Regions from separate parts of the Sus scrofa genome. Here region 2 is linked to region 1. The links are chromatin contacts, called in public Hi-C maps. All regions are on one chromosome and are shown on one strand. The core of a region is the stretch at or near the end of the contact, and the rest is flanking DNA. Distances in the headings are between cores, read along the strand shown.

Region 1 (4,333 bases), core at 819-3,318:
GGTAAGGGGGGAGTTCCTGTTGTGGCTCAGTGATTAATGAGTCTGACTAAGATCCATGAGGACAACAGGTTCCATCCCTGGCCTTTCTCTGTGAGTTAAAGATCCAGTGTTACCATGAGCTGTGGTGTAGGTTGCAGATGCGGCTTGGATCCCATGTTGCTGTGGTTGTGGCGTAGGCTAGCAGCTACAGCTCCGATTCAACCCATAGCCTGGGAACCTCCAAATGCTGCAGGTGCGGTCCTAAAAAGCAAAAAAAAAAAAAAAAAAAAAAAAAACAACGAAAAGAAATTGGTAAGAGGTAAAATTCAGGCAAGGTTTTACTGAGGTCCTTGCTACAGCAGGGGGGAGTGAAAACGAACAACAGCTTCCCTTGCTTGCTCCATAAGGTGGGGCGAGCTGCTTCCTCATATGGGGCAAAGGTAGGAGCAGGTGCAGGGGTTGGGCCAGAGGGTGACTTTGGCGGTCTGCGTGCACAGGAGCAGGCGTAGCATCCTGATTTTGCTCTTGGCTCTTGAAAAGTGACAGCCGCGGAGTTCCCACTGTGGCTCAGTGGTTAATGAATCTGACTAGCATCCATGAGGATGCAGGTTCAATCCCTGGCCTCAATCAGTGGGTTGGGGATCCAGCATTGCTGTGAGCTGTGGTGTAGGCCGCAGTGGCGTAGGCTGGCAGCTGTAGCTCCAATTCAACCCCTAGCTTGGGAACCTCCATGTGCCACAGGTGTGGCTCTAAAAAGACAAAAAAAGAAAAAAAATAGAAGTGGCAGTTGCATTTTAGGTTTTTTTTTTTTTTAATCTTCTTGCCCATAATTTTCCCCAACTGCATGTATGGCAGTTATTTTTAGTATCTTATAGTTTCTTTGTATTTTGTTCCTCAAAGAGATGTTTGTCCAGGTTCATGCACTGCAGCCACTGTAGCCAAGGTCTTGGGTCCCAGGACCCAAGTCCCATCCTGATTCATAAGGTATCAGCTCACCCTCCCTCAGGGAACTAGAAAGAGAACCTTTTACTTGTTTTTGTTTCTTGTGCTGCAGCTCGAGCCCCAATAAAGCCTTGCCTGAATTTTTCATTTGGTCCCATCAATTTCTATTGATTAAAAAGTCCAAGAACCCAGGTCGGTAACAATATGATCAGTCCAGAGTGTGCTTAAACAAAAAACATACAAAAATCGCCTTTTGTAGAATGGAAGAGAAGGAAAAAATTTGAGGCAAAAATGCCATTTAGAAACCTGTTTAAGTAGCCCAAGTTAGGGGTAATGAGACCCAGAGTGGAAATAAATAGGAAGATATAAATTTGAGAACCAGGAGGAAGATGAGATCACCATGATTTGGTTTTAAATCAATGGAGGGGCCAAAAGAGAAAAACTAGCGTCAAAGTACCTGCGAAAATCGTGATGTAACTAACAGAAAAATCAAAGCGGGGAGAAAAGTAGGTTTATAAGATGGAAAGTTTGTTTTGAACATCCTCAGGTCTTAGATCACCGAAGAGTCTACGCTCTTCCATAGAAGTAGCTGCAGCTCTGAGACTAAAATGCCTTTCCGCCTCCCTCTACAAATCACTTTTCTGCAAAGATGAGACCGCAATTGGTCTTTGAACGAATATGATTAAAGACAGTTTCTCACATCTCTCAGGAAAAGGAGGTAGTGTCTGCTATTGATAAAAACAGCATTTATATACATAATCCTCTGTAGAAACTGATCCAGAAGCCACCAGGGCATTGAAGGAGAAACCATCTTCTTAGACTCTTCACCTTCTTGAGATAAGCTTGCTCATGGCCACTCATAATAATCCTGTAGTTAAGCACTGACTTTCTGCATCACTTTTCATGAAAACAAAGTATGTGAGTAAGCCTAAACTGAGCCAGAACTAGAGTGTCTGACGCCGAACATCACACCACCACTACTGGGATTACATGAGTAGCAACCCGGTCACCTTCTCCACCGAGGGAGCTGGGTGTCGAAGACTACATTTCCCGGCGACTTCTGCGGGGCAAGGCGCGCGAGGGAGGGCGGGAAGGGGGCGGGCCTATGTGGACTAGCTTTCCTATTGGTGTACAATCCTGAGGGCCATGTAAACCTGCGGCCGATTGGACGCGTCCGTGCCCGCTCCGTGGCGCCGCGACGCCTCCGGATTTGACTAGTTTTTCGGTTGGGCTTTTGCTGTCCGCGGCTCAGTGAGGCGTGAGTAGAGTTCCGGGTTTCGGGACTCTGGGATCAGCGAAGGGGACTTGGGAGGAAAACCGGGTGAGGAGAAGTAGCTGCGGGAGTAGTGCGAAGGAGAGGGGTGTGAGCTTGAAAGGGTTCACGGGAGGCCCGGGCCGGAGCGAACAGTTAGCATCTGCAGGAGGGGTGGGGTTTTGGCGCTACTGGGGATCAAGACGGAGCGCCTGGGGGAAAAGAGTACGGAATGTCGGTCCCCCACCTCTCTGCCGATCCCAGCCTCACTCCCGTTTGTAAGTTGAGGGGTGGAGTTCCCTGGTGGCTCATCGGGTTAAGGATCCAGCGTTGTCACTGCTGTGGCACGGGTTTGATCTCTGGCCCGGGAACTTCCCATGCCGGGGGCGCGGCCAAAATAATAATAATGATAACAATAATAAAATGAAATAGAGGAGTAACAAAATTGCTTCACAGAGTAATGGGGTAAAGAGGATAATAAATGTCAAATGCTAAACAGATGTTAGTTGTAAGTAGACAAGAGATGAATATTCATACTTGAACAAGGATATCACAGGGATAGAGGAGTAGATGTTAGCCAAAACCCTGTAATTTCTCTGTGAACAAGGGCATCTTTCTTTCCAGAGATAGATTGTTCCTGTGTGAAGGGAACATACACCATCACAGGAGAGGTGGTAGGCACAAAGAACTGTACTGTGTTAACTTTTGGAGAATTACAAATTCAGTTCTTGGAGTTCCCCTCATGGCTCAGGGGAAATGAATCTGGCTAATATCCATGAAGACGCAGGTTTGATCCCTGGCCTGGCTCAGTGGGTTAAAGATACAGTGTTGCCAGTGAGCTGTGGTGTAGGTCGCAGACACAGCTCAGATCTGTTGTTGCTGAGGCTGTGGTGTAGGCCAGCAGCTGTAGCTCTGATTCCACTCCTAGCCTGGAAGCCTCCATATGCATCTGGCGTGGCCCTAAAAAGACAAAAAACAAATAAGAAAACCCAAATGCAGTTCTTCTGAAATTAGATCATTTTGTTTACAGAAACTGAAAGAAGAGATGAAGGAGGTAGTATTTGAGTTTTCATGTGCAGATTGGATTTTGTTTAGTGAAATTGTGAGTGTGGAAGGAACTGTGTTCCAGCTGCAGGGACCTCATGAGCAAAGGCCTGGAGGCAATGGTGTCTGGAAACCAAAGATATATTAGGGGAGTAGAGGGAAGTAGGTAGGAGAGATAGGTTTGGTCCTTAAATAAAAAGCCACGATGTTTAAGATGAGTTTGATTTAGTGCGTTAGACTATGAGGAGCAATGTATGAATCTTTCTAGAAGATGGTTCATGGGAAAAATGGGGTGGATAGAACAGTTAAGCCATTGTTGTAGGGTGGGTAAGAAGATGTGGAGATCCTGAATTAACATGGCCATTGTCAGAATGTACTGGATTTTCATATGGTTGGAGGAGAGGGTCAAGAGGAATACTGAAGTTATGAATTTAAATTTTCAGGTCCATGTTGCTTGGAAGATGGGGAATTAGTAACTAAACTAGAGTCAGAAGAGCATGTGTGGATGATAAAGATGATGTATTTGCTTTGGGAGGTATTAGCTTTGAGGTGCTAAAAAAATATGACTTGAATTTTTTTTTTTGGTGGGGTAGGAGTCTTTTTACGGCTGAACCTGAGGCATATGGAAGTTCCTGGGCTAGGGGTTGAATCGGAGCTGCAAACTGCAGACCTGCATTACAGCCACAGATACACTGGATCTGAGCCATGTCTGCAACATACACCACAGTCTGTGGCAATGCTGGATCCTTAACCCATGTATGAGGCCAGGGATTGAACCCCCATCATCGTGGACGGTAGGTCTGGGTTCTTAACCCACTGAGCCACAATGGGAACTCCTTGAATTTTTTTTTTTTCTTATATTAAAAATTTTTATTGGGAGTTCCTATTGTGGCTCAGTGGAAATGAACCCAACTCATGTCCATGAGGATGTGGGTTTGATACCTGGCCGACATGGCTCAGATCCGGTGTTGCTGTGGCTGTGGTGTAGGCCAGCAGCTGCAGCTTCCATTTAACCCTTAGGCCAAACCTGTGCATATGGAAGTTCCCAGGCTAGGGGTTAAATCGGAGCTGTAGCTTCCAGCCTATACCGCAGCCACAGCAATGTAACATCTCAGC
Region 2 (4,333 bases), core at 750-3,249, 2.0 Mb after region 1:
TAACCTGGGAACTTCCATAGGCCATAGGTGAGGCCCTAAAAAGCTATAGCTGCCAGCCTATGCCACAGCCACAGCAACTTGGGATCCAAGCCACATCAGCAAACTACACCACAGCTCAGGGCAACACCCAACCCCCAACCCACTGGGCAAGGCCAGGGATTGAACCCGCATCCTCATGGATACTAGCCTGATTCGTTTCCATTGCACCATAACAGGAACTCCCAGGAGCTACCCTACCCTTGAGGAACCAAAATAATTATGACAATCAGAGCCTATTTTACAGTTAATACAATACCTAAAAAACCTCAAGCCTTTAAAAATTGGGATATGTAATCCACAGCTACATTGTATAGAGAAACCACTGGACTTGCTAAGAGGATCAAACCCCCCAGATTTGTGCATGTATGTGTCTGTGGTATGTCCACAAGTTCAGTTCAAATTGACAGTGTACTCAGCTTGGAATTTTAAAAGTAGTTTAAAACCAGTAATCAACACAGGTGCTTATAAATGCTGGCCTCCGGAGGTGAACTCTGATTCAAACTTGCATTATCTGCCTTTATCACTGGTGCTGGGCTCTCTGCGACCAGATTTGACTAGATCAACACAGCCTAGAGCAAAACACACTAATTTTAACCAGGTCAGAGAAGCCCATTTACAGTCAACATAAACACATTCTGCCTTTAGGAGTTCCAACAAGAGAAAGTCACCCTCTTCAGGATACTTAACTCCACCCCGAAAGCAGAAAAATATGCTTTTGAGAATTACTTTTTTCTTCTTGCCAAAGCTACTGAGTTTTATATTTTTTGGAGTCGGATTCCTTTGAAACTTTGATGAAATATATGACCTTACTCCCCAGACAAAAAAGCAACATATACAAATACTATAATACCGCCGGGAAGAAATCAGGAAATTCACGATTTATAAGCACCCACTGTGTGTGTGGTAAGTGGCCTAGTCACTGCTGAAAATACAGGGAACATAGGCACTGCCCTGATGGGGCCCTATATGCAGCGTGAAGAGGAACACATATAGACAGAGCTCTACATTCTTTTTACTGAAAGAAAAATGATTTTGATCTAGATTCACTGCTTTACCTTTATAAAGTATCTTTCCTGGGGGAAGCCTTACTTTTCAGTATATCTTAACAGAGAGAAGACGAAGGAACAGAGGAAGAGAATTGGTACTAGATTCTAGTGACTACGTGGAGTGTACTGCATCGTTTCTCCTACAGTAAAACTCAGATGCAGGAACCACTAAGGTTCAAACCCTTCCCCCTCAACCCCCCGGTTCTGTATGCACCGGGTAACATCCTCTAAATATCCCTACAGAAGCTACTTTTGTAATCCTTTGTGCCTAGCCTAAGAACCATCGAAAGAAACTCCACCCTTCTTAGGGCATATTAATTTACGCATAAAACGCAAGTCGTTTTGAAGGAAATGGAAACATCCAAGGAAAAATCACCGCACTGCTCACCTAAGATTCACAAGGCAATGAGTGAGCGTTAGTCAGTTTTCCCAGAACTACAGAATCACTCTAGTTCTCCAAACTGCTGCTTTGAGTGTCCTTCACCCAAGGCCGGCCTAGACCGGTCAACGCCCGCGCCCGCGAACTCGACGGCGCACAGGAGCGCCGCGACCCCAGGGCCGGCCGCACTGCCTCAAGCACAACGCACGGCCCTGACTCGCACAGGCTCGCGATGCGGTCACCGCCGAGGGCCTGGCAACTGAGGTGGGGCTCCCGAACACTGGAAAGCCTAACCCACAAGGCCGCCGCCGCGGGGCTCCTCCAGGCCCAGGGCGGAGCCGGCCTGCCTCCCGGGGCCCAGTACAATTCTTACCTGCTTCTGCACGTCGGCATCGCTGAGAGCCATAGCGCAAGCGACGTGAGGCAACGGGATACGGGCCGGAGCTCAAGGCTGATGACAACCTCTCGCGAAGAGGAGAGAAAAGCCGGCGCAGCTTCCGGCCTCTCTGTTTTGTGAGAGTGACTTCCGGTTTCCGCCGGCGACGACGCACGGCCCAGCCAGTAGGGAAAGAGGGGTCCGGAAGTCCCGCCCCGCCCTCACCACTCCCCCCACGTCCCTGGCTGTTGCTTGCTGGTGACTTTCCGTGACCTATAGCTGCCTTTTCTTTGGGCCAGGGGTAGGTCGGCCTCCCAGTGCCTAAGGTTTCCTGAGCATTTATAGCTCTTGTTTTTATTTATGCCCACCAAAATTTATTTCACTTTCCTGGCCCTCATGGAAGCAAATGCAGCAATATTTTACTAACAGGTCTTTTTTTAGAGCAGTTTCAGATTTACCGAAAACTTGAGCTCAGAGTCTCGTTACTAGCCTCCTGCCTTTCTGGGGCAGGTTTGTTACATTTCATTAATGGACGCTGATGCAATGACTGAAGCCCACAGTTCAATCAATTTCTTTAGTTTTCCCCGGATGTCCTTTCTCTGTTCCAGGATCCAGTCCCTGAACGTGCCTTTCATTTAGTTGTCCTGTCTCCTAAGTTTCTTCTTGAGGGTGAAGTCTACCAGTCCTTCCTTTTTGATCATCTTGACATTTTGAGGGATACTGTTAGGTATATAATAGCTGCACCTCTTTAGGGATTTTCTCATGATTCATCAGTGATTGTGGGTTTGGGGGAGGAAGAGCACAGAGGAAAAATGCTGTTTTCATCACATCAAGGGCTCATTCTGTCAAGGTGATTTTTGACTGTTGGTTGTCCTTGATCAGTGTCCTTGAAGCAGTGATCAGCCAGAGTGGTTTCTCTAAAATTTTGCACTGTAAAGTTACTATTGCTGCGCTTTCCATACCTTTTGGAAAGACAAATTATGTGCAACCCATGCTTTAGCTCCAGCTTCTCTAGGGTGAACTACCTATTTAATTTATTTGGAATTCTTCCTAATGATCTTGTGCGTTTTTCAACATCATCCCAGGGTCCATTTAGAAGAAATGATTCAGAAAATTAGGGCATGAGTTCCTGCTGTGGTGCAACGGGGTTGGCGGGGGGTCTCTGGAGTGCAGGGACGCAGGTTTGATTCCTGGCCTGGCACAGTGGGTTAAGGATCCAGCATTGCTGTAGCTGTGGCTTAGGTCACAACTATAGCTCAGATCTGATCCCTGGCCCTGGAACTCCATATGTGGCACAGCAACCAAAAGAGAGAAAGAATAGGGCAGAAATTCTCCCAGACTTACTTGCTAAGCCCCCGTTTTACAAAGCCAGAAACCTTTTTTTTTTTTTTTTCTTTTTTAGGGTAGTACCCCCTGGCATTCCCAGGCTAGGGGTTGAATCAGAGCAGCTAATGCTGACCTACACCACAGCTCAAAGCAACGCAGGATCCTTAACCCACTGAGCAAGGCCAGGGATCAAACCCACGTCCTTATGGACGCTATTTGGGTTCGTCACCATTGAGCCACGACAGGAACTCCAAAGCCAGAGAACAATGAAAACATATTTTTAGAATAGATTCTTGTAATAGAATTATGGGCCAAAGGGCACACACATTTTTATTACTAGATTTTATTTTTATGAAATTTAAAATGTTTAAGAATAGTTCAATGAACTCCCCTCTCTTAGACTCACCAGTTGTTAGTATTTTGCTATCTTTATCACTTCATATGTGGAACTATATGTAAGTCATGATTCTAAATAGTTCAGGGTGTGTTTCCTAAGGCTAAGATTGTACATTGATCAAAATTCAGGAAATTTAACAAGCCCATGTTCCAATTTGACTGTATCTTCCACTGATGTTCCTTGTAGCAATTTTTTTTTTTTTTGATTCAGGACCCAATCCAAGTCACCTATTCTATTAATGACCTTGTCTTTTTAGTCTTCTTTAACATGGACTATTTCCTCAGACTGTCCTTCCTGATAGTGACATTACTGGAGAGCACTAGACATCTGAATTGTTATAGACGGTCCCTCAGTTTGGCTTTCTCTGATGGTTTCCTAATAATTACACTCAGGTTATGTCTACGGAAGGAGAACTACATGTGTGATAGTGTGTTCTCAGTACTTTGAATCAGAAAATACATGCCAGTTTGTCCTTTTAATGGGAATGGCACACACATCTTTAAGGCTCCTTTTTTTTCTTTTAGGCTGGCCCCTCAGTATATGGAATTTCCTAAGCCAGGCATGAAATCCAAGCCTGAGCTAGGCTTCTTTCTCTCATCTAGTTAGTTTTTGCACCATCTCAGAAGGCAGGAAGCTGTGCCGCCTCTGGCATCCTATGTCAGGGCCTCACCTGCAGCGCATGGAAGGTCTCAAGCTAAGGGTCAAATCAGAGCTGCAGTGCTGGCCTATGCGACAACCACAGCCACACCAGATCCAAGCTGTATCTGTGA

Evidence for each region. A called contact is a pair of places that touch in the nucleus more often than the background predicts.
Region 2: a contact with region 1 is called in a Hi-C map of heart right ventricle, with 4 times the contacts expected there. The contact joins the promoter of ATP6V1E1 here to the promoter of CCDC77 in region 1. A contact is called at or near these places in 2 of 47 Hi-C or Micro-C datasets (heart right ventricle and liver).

The regions. Positions count from the first base shown.
Region 1 is chr5:67,723,689-67,728,021 of Sscrofa11.1, forward strand. CCDC77 (coiled-coil domain-containing protein 77) reads left to right here and starts at 2,069. Exons shown (of 12, transcript XM_021092489.1): 1 at 2,069-2,179.
Region 2 is chr5:69,770,039-69,774,371 of Sscrofa11.1, forward strand. ATP6V1E1 (V-type proton ATPase subunit E 1) reads right to left here and starts at 2,000. Exons shown (of 9, transcript XM_003126593.6): 1 at 1,838-2,000. The coding sequence starts at 1,870.